Linked DNA regions of Sus scrofa: region 2 is linked to region 1. Evidence: chromatin contacts called from public HiChIP or PLAC-seq data. All regions are on one chromosome and are shown on one strand. The core of a region is the stretch at or near the end of the contact, and the rest is flanking DNA. Distances in the headings are between cores, read along the strand shown. Region 1 overlaps TM2D3 (TM2 domain-containing protein 3). Region 2 has its middle 10 kb from the start of PCSK6.

What was found. HiChIP or PLAC-seq counts read pairs in DNA pulled down with a chosen protein or histone mark.
Region 2: a contact with region 1 is called in an H3K27ac HiChIP or PLAC-seq map of skeletal muscle. The contact joins two enhancer-like sites. A contact is called at or near these places in 1 of 5 promoter capture datasets (liver), 2 of 47 Hi-C or Micro-C datasets (fetal heart ventricle and liver) and 1 of 2 datasets of contacts at active chromatin or transcription factors (skeletal muscle).

Annotation. Positions count from the first base shown.
Region 1 is chr1:145,365,591-145,371,589 of Sscrofa11.1, reverse strand. It overlaps TM2D3 (TM2 domain-containing protein 3), which reads right to left. Exons shown (of 6, transcript XM_005652477.2): 4 at 3,758-3,932; 5 at 2,588-2,663; 6 at 372-694. The coding sequence ends at 529. Among named protein-coding and RNA genes, the nearest start is that of TM2D3, 8.9 kb to the right of the region's middle. Within about 2 kb of position 3,804, at least 10 of the 83 cell types and tissues checked have an H3K27ac peak or open chromatin away from gene starts, as enhancers often do. A contact at or near this core is called in skeletal muscle, where this site is marked.
Region 2 is chr1:145,495,303-145,501,301 of Sscrofa11.1, reverse strand. No RefSeq gene overlaps it. Among named protein-coding and RNA genes, the nearest start is that of PCSK6, 10 kb to the left of the region's middle. Within about 2 kb of position 3,546, at least 4 of the 83 cell types and tissues checked have an H3K27ac peak or open chromatin away from gene starts, as enhancers often do. A contact at or near this core is called in skeletal muscle, where this site is marked.

The DNA of each region.
Region 1 (5,999 bases), core at 2,555-5,054:
TTTTCTATTACTAACAAAATTCAAATCACAGCAACCAGACACAAAAGTTCTGCAGCTTACATCAAACAGTCATATACAAAGATCAGACTACATAGATATTGTGCTGTAAAACTCAGAGACGACAGAAGTTTCAGTAGATAACTATTTCGTTAAAGAATAAAAATACTTCCTACTTTCTGCAATCATAACTAAAAAGCTTTTCTGGGCAGATTACACTACAAGTGACATAATGTAACATAAACAATATAAAACTCAAGTCTATGAAGTGAAAAGATTTTTAGTCACTGTACAGGTTGTTCTTCTAGTTTAAGTTTGTTTAAATTTTTTCACGGAAAGAAATATTTCAGGAGAATAAAAACAAATTCCAGACAAACATGGTTCAGTGTTTTTTATTTTACCTTCATCAAGGCAGGCAAAGTACAGATGCTGTACATTAAAACATACAAAATACACCACTCAGCACACTGACTACTACAGGTAAGAGGATGTTTTCCAAGCACTGCTCCTCTCTGAAGCACATAATCACAGCTAAATGTACAAAGAGCCATCCGCAGGCCCCACGTAGCCAACCCCAATGAGCAGCACATCGATCAGAGTCCATATTCCCAGGCCCCCGAAGCTGAAGAGCTTGCCAAGGCCTTCTCGCCACTGACCCAGGTAAAAGCGGTCTGCTCCAAACCCACCAAGGGTGATGCTGCAACAGAAAACAGGCTGGAATCCATCACAGTACCCCCATCTACACCAGCTGTGGCTCAATAACTAGGCTAATTCATACTTGTGAAAGGGCCTCAAATCACCAGAACCCTTAATCAGGACACATGACTATTTCACAAATTTACAACACTACACAATCTTGGGCAAGAAGACTGTTTAAATGTCAAATACTTTTTAGCTGTACTGAAATCTAACGCTTCTCTTTTAGAAGAAAATAATCGGGCTTGTTGCTGTTTTAATCTTGAAAATGACGTATTCAAGAGAGCAAAGCAGGAGCCAGTCTAAGAGAAAGTGGAGGGACGAAGAGGCCAGAGGTGGCACTGAGAGGCAGCTAACACCCTCTGGCTGCTCCAGATCAAGTTGTTAACTTTATCAGTCACCCATCTTTAAAACTGTTGTGTTAGGAATAAACAGCTTTTAAGGTGACTTCAAATTATAAGATCTAACAATACGCAGACAACTTTTCATTGTATTTTTTTAAAGTTTTTATTATGAAAAATTCCAAAACATATAAAAGTAAAAAGAGAATAGCACCCATGACCTAGCTCCAATAATTAGCAACATGTGTCCAACCCATCTACATCTTCCCCTCCCCCGTCCTGAGTACTGCAAGGCAAACACTAGACAGTATCACATTCACAGTGAATATTCTGAAAGAAACCATGTTGAGCCCAGAGAAGAAAACTATTCTTACTTTTCAAAAGTCAGCTGTTAAATGTGCCATGGCAATTTAAGATGTTAACAACATGAGGGAAACTGGGTGAGAAGTGTACAGGAACTCTCTGTTTGGAACTTTTCTATAAATCTAAAATCATTCCAAGATAAAAAGTTAATTGAAAAATAGGAAGTCAATAATCATTAGTTTTAATTTGAACCACTGCTGACAAAGACTATGGGTGTCACCAAATCTCATTTTCATTGCATCCAATTTTCTATCTTGGACCTCATCTTTCACTTTCCAGGTGCGCTTTCATGCTAGGCAGGATCCTCCTCTTTCCCCAAGCCCAAATCCAACAAGGAGCAACTTGGCAGTATCAGGAGGCATTTTTGACCATCAAAACTTTCTCAGGGGTAGGCAGGGTTCTTCTAACATCCAGTAACATCCAGTAAATTGAGTCCAGAGATGCTGCTAAACACCCTACTCTGCACAGGATGCCCCAACAACAAAGAATAATTCGGCCCAATGTCACCAATGACAAGGCTGAAGAGTCTTATCTCACTTCAGCCACAGGGTCTCAGGCTCTCACCCCATCCTTCCAACAGATGGCATGACTTCTTCATCGGGGACTCATTTAACCAGCACTCAACCTGCCCTTCCTGCTGGTGGGAAAAACTGGTACAATTTTTTTTTTCAAGCTGTTTAAAAGTTTAACAAGCATAAGCACATTTTTATGTAAAAACTGTAAGTCTATAATTCTGTCTGGATGCTGGATTTATAGGTGACTTCCAATGTTTCCCTTTGTTTTCACTATTGAGCATGTTCTTATTCTTTCTTATAATAAAGAGTTACTGAAAATTAAAAATGTGTATCATAAACCTGCCTGTTTTAAATAAATAGTACATAGCATTTTACTGAGTCACTGCACATTCAGGATGAGAAACACTGGTTCTAAAGACCTATAATAACTACTCAAGTCATCTCTAGAATGTGCAGGCATTTGGGGGAAAAACTGCAACCTGTCATTAAATTCCACGAGGGTACTAGTCAAATCACCTAAGTAACCCCCCACCACACTGTGTCCCTAAGGTCTCACACTCAGGGCAGGGTCGGAGTGAAGGAGGCATTTGGCTGAGCTCAACATCTGGAAGAGTCCAGCAATCCCAACAAAATTCAAATTTCTAGCATCTCCAACTTATAAGAAACAGCACTTACCTCAGAGCCAGAGCAGTAGACCACTTATAACCTCCAGTCCAGTTGCAGTAAAGCATTTTCGGAAAAGTACGGTTACCTTTAAAAAAAGGGAAATCAAGCTACATAGAAACATGGATATAAAAACGCTCTCACATAGAGACTAAGTTGTAACCAACAAAAAGAAGCTATGAAAGACTAAATACCTCAACTGACACAAAATTTAAAATTTTGTTTAAAAGATACCAAAAGAAAGCGGAGGGGAGAAGTAGTTAAAATCTGGGAGAGGATTTTAGGGACACCAAAAGGTTACTATCCAAAACATAAAAGCATTCCTAGAAATGTTTAAGAAAAGAACAAAATTTAGGGATAACAGACACTGGAGAGGATGTGGACCATTGCGAAGTTCTGTACTGCTGGCTGGAGCGTAAACGGATAATCTTCTTGGAAAGTAGCACACACTGGACAGTGTGCCAGACAAACCCGTTCATGTGCGCAACCAAGAGACACAGACAAAAGCTTTAAGAGCAGCACAATTTGCAAGAAAAAACTGTAGATAATACAAATACACTGAAAACTATGACATAGCCTTACAACAATTATTACACAGAAGTAAAAAGATAGTTACAATGAGAAAAGATAAATGGAAGACTCTCACAGCCATAGCGTTGAAAAGAGAAGGTCCCAGGAGAACATACAAAGCATGCTATTTTGCACAATTCTAAAACACGCACTACAGAATAATATACCATACTACATTTCATCATACATGATAGAACTATAAAAAAATTAAAGAAAAGGAAGTGGAATAATAAGAACATTTCAAAAGGGTAGTCATGTCTGAAGAGGAAGCAGGGCAATTGGGGGCAAGAAAAACTGGTCATTTCAATGGCATCAGACTGCTTTCGTTGTTAATTTGGCTGAAGCTCAATTATTATAATATTATATTGTTATGCTTTACACCTTATACTTTTTTCTTGTTTTTTCAAACTGCATTTAAAAGATTAACAGAATCGCAAACATTCTAGATTTTAAGTTCACTGATTTATTAATGAGGCTCTGTATACCTAAAAAGTGCTGACTTATGTTTCTGATTAAACAATTAAAATTTAATTCTCAAATCTCTGGTTACAGCTCCATAAGTAAGCTTAGACAAAAATACTCTGCTCACAAACTTCCTTCACGCCTACTCACCCAAGCAGTGGATGTGGTCCCGCACAGTGCAGTTGGCAATGTAGCGCTGCCTCGGGCAGGACACCGTCATGCAGCTGGTGGAATTGGAACACTCGTAGTCTGTTTCCGGAAGCTGCCAGCAGAATCTGCAAGTCATGTTGATGATGAAGTTCTTTTGGGATTTGAAGTCTTGATCCTATGTACCCGAGGACACAAAACTATTCAATCATAATATAGTAATTTGCTAATATGTCAATAAAACCATAGTCATACGGCACAAAGTGTCTAAAATACTTATATTTATGACTGAGGAGGAAGCACCAGAAAAACAGGTACTAAACCAGTAAGTATGCAAAACAAATGTACATGGTCTGATCCCATGATCATGAGTATGCACCCAAAAACATTAACCTAAGGAAAAATAGCTAAGATAAATCCACCTCAAAACAACAAAGGTCATTTCAGGATGATAAGAGTATTTCATCACTGTCACTGCGGCAAATTTTTAACGATGCATGTGTATTTTTATAACAGAAAAAAAGCAAAGTGTACTTTATAAAACCAGAGTCAGCTGTAAGGGCAGATGAGTCCCTCAGTTCAAGGTCACTGAGCTACAAGTCCTGTGCAGAACGCAGGTTCCCCAGCCCAGCCTGAGGTTCCTGCAGGTACAACACCTGGCCTGGCTACTGAGTCTCAACTCTTCTTGAAGAGTGCCACTGCAGTCCACAGCCCCAGGCTGTCACTGCTGTCACACCCCAAAAGCACCTGGCAATCACAGAAAACTACTCCCAACTTAGAAAGAACCACATGAAGAGGCTCAGCAAGTGTTCATTGTGAGCCTAAAGCTTTTGGGACCAGGGATTTTTTCATTTCAATTTTAAAAGTCATTATTCTGTTTTCTGCTTATAAGAATAGCACATGTTCTTATATGTTGCACATTTGGAAATTACAGGAAAAAACTGTAACCTCTCCAGAGAGAACCACTTATAAACTTCTTTCACTTTGCCTTCCTGTAGTACAGATTTACATGTGGAATTATACTAAAAACATTTTGTATCCTTTTATACCCATTTGATGTTATAACACATACTTTTAAAAATCACATTTAAATGGTAACACGATAACCTCTGGAAGTATATTTATTAATTTTTTTAATAAATGCAAATCTACTTTTGTGTATAGTATTTAAAACTGGGTAATGTACCACCACTTGATTTAGATATTACTGTTTTTTCATTTTTATTCTTATTTGCCATGCCCACAGCATGCAGAAGTTCCTGAGCCAGGAATCAAACTCTCACACAGCAGTGACCCAAGACACTGTAGTGACAATGCCAGATACTTAACCACTGGGCTACCAGGGCACTCCTAGGCAATACTGTTTTAATGTCTGTGTATTTTCAGTGATGCATTCATAACACACATTTATCAACTGTCTGCTAAAACTAGGTAGGAAGTGTATGTGATACAAACTCCCAGAGACAACGGGAGAGTGAGGAAGAAGCTGGCCAGCCCAGCCTTACACCGCCCTCCTAGCAACATGCTCGGCTTACCCACTCCAGACTTCCAGGGAGTCCATTGTATGCATCAGCATGGCTATGTCAGATATAGTTCCTTTTTAAAAAAAAAAAATTTGATGTTCCCACTGATAATTACTTCTCACTTAATTCTGCAGGTATGAGTAAATATCTCTAGAACAGTCTAGTTCTTTTCAGTATCTGCAATGTATTTATTCCATGACACAGTGAACCATAAATTAAACTGTTCTCTCTTGGATCTTTAGCCTATTTCCAACCCTGCTGGATGAATAATGCAGCTAAGAATATTCTTGGGCAGGAGTTCCCTTGTGGCTCAGAAGGTTAAGGATTTGACATTGTCACTGCTGTGGCATGGTTTCAATCCCTGGCCCAGGAACTTCCACATGCCATGAGCACAGCCCTAAGTAAATAAATAGATAGATAAATATCTCTGATTTTTTTTAAAAATTAAAAATTTTAAAAGAAGAGTTCCCATTGAGGCTCAGAGGTAACAAACCCGACTGGTATCCATGAGGATGTGGGTTAAATCCCTGGCCTTTCTCGGGGTTAAGGATCCAGCGCTGCTGTGAGCTGTGATATAGATCACAGACACGGCTTGGATCCTGCATTGCTGTGGCTGTGGTGTAGGCCAGCAGCTGAAGCTGCGATTTGATCCCTAGCCTAAGAACTTCTATATGCCACAGGTGTGGCCCTAAAAAAAAAATACATAAAAAATAAATAAATAA
Region 2 (5,999 bases), core at 2,297-4,796, 130 kb before region 1:
TTCCCTGTACTCACCCCACCCCCCTTGATGTCAGCCATTCTTGTCACAGCCTGTGCCTATTATGTGCTGATGGCTTCAATGTATGTGGTGGGAGTTCCCGTCGTGACACAGTGGTTAACGAATCCGACTAGGAACCATGAGGTTGCGGGTTCGATCCCTGGCCTTGCTCAGTGGGTTAAGGATCCGGCGTTGCCATGAGCTGTGGTGTAGGTCACAGACACAGCTCCGATCCCGCGTTGCTGTGGTGTGGGCGGCGGCTACAGCTCCGATTAGACCCCTAGCCTGGGAACCTCCGTATGCCGTGAGAGCGGCCCTAGAAAAGGCAAAAGGACAAAAAAAAAAAAAAAAAAAAATTGTATGTGGTGGCTGAGACTCCACGCCTGAGCTCCAGGACAAGGACATCTCCCATGGAGTCTAAGGCTCCCCACATAAATTGAGCTCCTGATTTTCCCAACCTCCATCCAGTTTCCAGATTTCCCATCACCACAAAGGGCCATCCCAAAGCCTGCAGCCTCCTCCCCGCCTCCCCTCACACTCGCCTCTGGGCTCTGGTTGGGGTTTCTACTTTCAAAATCCATCCAGAGTCTGTGTTTCTCACCACTCCCACTGCTCCTATCCCAGGCCAGGCCACCCTCACCAGTCCCCTGGTGTAACTCAGTAGTCTCCTACAAATGCCTTCTCTAGTCTGTCCTTGAACCAGCCCTCAAAACAGGATCATGTGAAAATAGAAGTCACATAAGCCACTTCCAGGTGCAGGCAGAGTAAAACCAAAGTCCTTGAGGTGCCAGAGGTCCCTTACAACCCACCGGCACCCCAGCCCCGCCAGGCACAGCAGGTCTGTCAGATTATTGGAGAGTATTGAACTGGAGGTTGGAGGTTCCTAGAGGAAGTGACTTTTAAGCTGAGCTCAAAGAAATAAACAGGAAATACCCAGATGAGTAGATCTCAGTCAGGTCTAAGTAGGAAGACAGAAACCACACCAAATGTTTACAGTGGAGGGAATTGGTGACATGGGAGATGGAAGAGCTGAGATGGAGGAGGAAGAGACACCTCAAGATTAGCACCAACTCCTCCACACCCAGGTTTTCCCTGGCTCCAGGCTGAGCTCCCGACAATCAGACCAATACATATGTGCAAAGGCCCTGAGGCGGGAGGAAAGTGATATGATGGGGGGCGGTAGGCAGGGGCATTGAGAGTTAAAGGAGGATGGCATGAGAGGGTACAGGAGGCCAGGCTGGGACAACTTCAGCAGCCTTGGCAAGAATTTGGGCTTGTCCCAAGATGAGTGGAAAGCAGAAGAGAAACAACTCCCCCCCCCCCCCCCCCCCGATCCGATGAGCCGAGCCTCACATGGCTCTCAAGCCTATATCTGCATCCTTTCTGTCTTCAGAAGGCCACGCCTTGGTTCCCACGCCTTTAGCTCTACATCTTCACTGTATCTGGCCTCTTAAGCGCCAGCCTCTTCGCTTCCATCTTGCTCAGACCCTGGCCTCAAAAGTTCCCTGTGACATCCATGGATGTGGCATTCCCTTGGTGCTCCCAAATGGGGTCTGCCTGGCTTGTGTCTTTCTCCCAGCACCCCACTCCCCACCCCCAGGGCTCCCTCCCAGTGGAGGCCTCACCACATACATACCGGCCACATGATCTGCCTGGTACCAGCTCACTGTCCCTCAACCCACCGACCTGAGGCATGGTTCCCATTTGTTCTTGTGAGCCAGTTTAGACCGTGAGTCTTTGTGGCTGACAGGGTGGAGACCAAACTCAGGGCACAGCCCTCGTGGCCTTAGCAACCTGGCGCATCTTTCTTGTTCTTCCTGCCCCACCGTGGGCGAAACACCTCCCCGGATGGACTAGCCCTTCAGGCCCAGGCTTTCCCCGCTTCCCTGGGTGTGCTGTCCTCCCCTCCCTGCCCCCAGACTCAGATGCCTTCTCAAAGGCTCACGACCACAGGGCACCTGCTCCATGAAGTCTTCCTTTACTGAAAATACCTCCCCTGAGCCTCTCGGTCCCCAGGCAGAGCTGCTCATTGGGCTGTTACCATGTGTTCTGGTTACCACATCTCTCGCAGTGCCTGGGTCTCAGAAGCTGTTCTCCATCTCACAGGACTTTCTGGGCCCCCCTTTCCTCACTGGTACAATGAAGCCCCAGGCCTGGTGCTCTACCCCTGTGTAAACAAGCTGGACCCTTCATCTGGGGCTTTCCTACAACAGTGCCTTCCAGAACCTTGGAGGAGCATTGGCTAGTCTCCATGGGCAGGCGGGACTGTGAAAGGAATCCAGTAGGTTTTTATTTGTTTGTTTGTTTTTGCTTTTTTTAGGGCCATACCTGCGGCATATGGAGGTTCCCTGGATAGGGGTTGAATCAGAGCTGAAGCCTCCAGCCTTCGCCACAGGCACAGCAACGCGTGATCCAAACTGCCTCTGCCACCTACACCACAGCTCACAGCAATACTGGATCCTTAACCCACTGAGCGAGGCCAGGGATTGAACCCACGTCCTCATGGATACTAGTTGGATTCATTTCTGCTGCACCACAAGAACTCAGAATCCAGTAAATTTTTTAAAAAACCCATTGGAACCTTGGGTTTTTCCTATAAATGTGAGAGCCAGCTGTTGTCCTAAATGTCACTCCATCCAGGTTATCTATTCTCAATATGAGGTGACAGTGATTTTTCTAAAAGAGTTAAGACCAGAAGACATGACTATAGATACCCAGGAGCAACAGCAGACCCAGGGCCAAGGGCAGTAAGAACTGGGTCTTGATGCCAAACAGCCCTGTGACAAGAGTGGGCATCCGGCTTGCCAAGCTGGGGCCACAGGTGTGCAAAGGGGTTTGTGACGAGGCAGTGCATTACATGAAGCAAGGGCCCTAAAGGTGAGAGAGGGCTAGTGACCACAGCCCGGAGAAGGAATACACAAAGACAGCCACATTCCTTTGCATGCACTGAGGTGATTTGCTGCTGATTTAAGCATAGCTTCTTGCAGGATTTGCCCTGGTTGTGGCCCTTGCAGCCCAGTCTCTGAGGCAGGGTGGGGCAGTGGGTAGTGGTGTGGGCTCTGGGACCAGCACGTGCCAGCTGTGTCATTTTGGACCAGTCGCCTCACTTCCTCAGCCTCAGTTTCCTTGCCACAGATGAGACCTAAAATGGTCCCTCCTTGGAGAGTAGGGGAGGGCACTCCAGCAGCCTGGGCCTAGCAGCCAGCAGGTGGCAAATCTCCAAGACCTGTGTCTCTGGTTTGGCAGACTCTGGCAGGGGTTGGGGTAACAGCAGAAGCGTGGGGCGGTGGGGCACTGTGCCGGGTTACATTTAGATGTTGTGAAAACCTAAATGGTTTCTGTTATCTGGCTTGGATCTACGTGGTAGATTTAGAGCTTCCAAAAATCCACTTGAGGCTTTTTATATACTCTTCACTATTTATAGTCTAAACTCTTGCAAATCCCCAAGCCAGCCAAGATCATTCCTGCTGAGTTTTCCCTCCGCCCAGACTCACCGTCAGCAGAGAATATAGCTGTGTGATCTGTGGCCGGAAGCCTGTCACTCTTTCTCCTGCAGGCACGAGACCCGGGAACTCCTCTGCCCTCTGCAGGGCTGCTCACCACATCCAGGCATGTCCACTAGGAGGTTCAAACTCCAGCAACACTACTGCCATTCTAGACTGTCACTTTCAAAAGGTTAAAAATTTGGTAACTGAACAATATTTCTGTGGCTTATATGATTTTGTGCCTAGCTCTCTTCATCTGGATTGGGGCCAGTTCCCTGACTCTTTATCTCTCTCCTTCTGAGCCCCTTCTGCTTCCATCTTGTGAGTTGATCTTTCATTTGAAACCAGCAACATGGTGCAGCAGAAACAAATCTGACCAGGAACCATGAAGTTGTGGGTTCAGTCCCTGGCCTCACTCAGTGAGTTAAGGATCTGGCGTTGCTGTGAGCTGTGGTGTAGGTTGCAGACACGCCTGGGATCTGATGTTGCTGTGGCTGTGGTGTGGGCCAGCAGCTATAGCTCCAATTCTACCCCTAGCCTGGGAACCTCCATATGCCACAGATGCAGCCCTAAAAAGACAAAGAAAAAAAAAAAAAAAAAAAGAAAGAAACCAGTAACATGGAGATTGTGTAGCCATCCCGGTCACAGGTAGTCACCATTGTTCATTCAGACCCCACCCTTGGGAATCTTCTCATAGCCAAGATGCTTCCCCTCTCAGGCCGAAGTTCACAGAGGACTTGGGGCACAAGCAGGAACACAACCAAGCACCACAGGAAGTGTCACACTCAGGTTCTGTCCCACAGAATAGCAGGACAGGGTCTGAAAAGAGGAGAAGAATTGCCTGGGCAGGAATATGAGAGGCAGCCTAGCACTGTAGTTAGAACAGAGATTCTTCAACTGAGCCCCTTGGTTCTCATTTCAGCTCTGCTGTCCCTGGCTGTGTGACCTCAGACAAATCCATAAGCTCTCTGTGCCTGGGTCTTTCCAACCAAGAATAAAATGGGCATAATATTTGTGTTCACCTCAAATGAGTCAGTGTAGATAAAGTGCTCGGACTTGTGCCCTGCACTTAGGCAGCATCGCCTAAGAGCTATGATTATAAGGCCAGAGGCTGGGTGACATCTGATTACTACTTATAGGAGTTCCCTAGTGGCCTAGCAGTTAAGGACTCAGCGCTGCCACTGCTGTGGCTCAGGTTACTGCTGTGGCTTGAGTTCGACCCCTGGTCTGGGAATTTCTGCATGCTATGGGTGTGGCCAGAAAAAAAAAAAAAAAAGAAGACTGCTGCTTGTAAATACAGATGCTATAGAAGTGTGGGTGTGGCTGTGCTGGCAGGACTGTGCTCTGAGCTGGCTGGTCCCCTTGGGGCCACTGCATGAGGAGAGATACTCCACATTCCAGACCCACAAAGAGCAGGCAGCACACAGCCCAGGACATCAGCCCCCTTTCCTGATATGGGCCTGATAAGAAGGAGGGAACCTGGCAAGGAAGGAGGAGGGGGGACAAGGAAGGAAACATATTCATGTCTTACTAAGGCCTCTGCCAGGTTTTCGTATACATCTGTGTCTCGTTTGTTTTTCAAGCCAGTCTGTACAGTGCTTATTATTTCTCCAGTTTTACAGGTAAGAGTTGAGGCTCAGAGCGAGGAAGGGCTTTGCCTAAGGCCTCTGACCTCTTTGAGGTTACGGGAGCCAGAGAAAGTTCTTGTCGGGGCGGAGGGAGTGGTTGTGAAGGCACAAGATGTAGGTCAGAGAGGAAGCCCAGTAGTGTCCAGAGGAGCCCATAGAGATGGGCTGCCAGACAGTGAGGAAAATCCTTGGATAAACAAGACCTGGAGGCCTTGAGGGCGGGAAGCAGAGCTCTCTGCTGGGTTACCCAGGGTCAGAGAAACAGGGGACAGGCTCCAGGAGGTCATGGGTGTCAGTGATCATCTGCAGCATCCCCACCCCAGGGCTGTGCTCCTAGGTACTCAGAGTCTCCCCAGAACTGCTCCCTGGGGATTAGCAGGCCACGCTGTCACCCCCTAGAGGAGCCAGAAAGAGGGAGAAGCTGCATCTGAACCTGCCAGGCCAGTGAGGCCTGGAGGGAGGCCAGAGCTTCAAAGCTGGGAACCAGCTGGGGGTGCTGCTCACCCCGGAGCTGCTGCCACTCTCTGTCTGTGTCACTCCCCAGACCTCCCTGCCAGAGGAACTCAAGAAAGTGGGTCCCCTGGGTGGTGGCAAAACTGGCCCTATGAGAGAGGATGCATCAACCCCTCGTTCCCTTCCAGAAGCAGCAGTGTGGCCACCTCTGAGGACAGGCATTATCTACAAGTCTGGGGTTAATGTTTTCATAAAGTGGCTTAGGGACTAGCTGGTAGAGCTGCAAATAAAGACTAGGTGCTGAATTAAATTTGAATTAAACAGTGAAAAAAATGTTCAGGATAAATATATTCCACACAATAGTTGGGATGTATTTACACTAATAGAATGATTTGTTATTTATCTGAAATTCCCACTTACCTGACTATCCTGCATT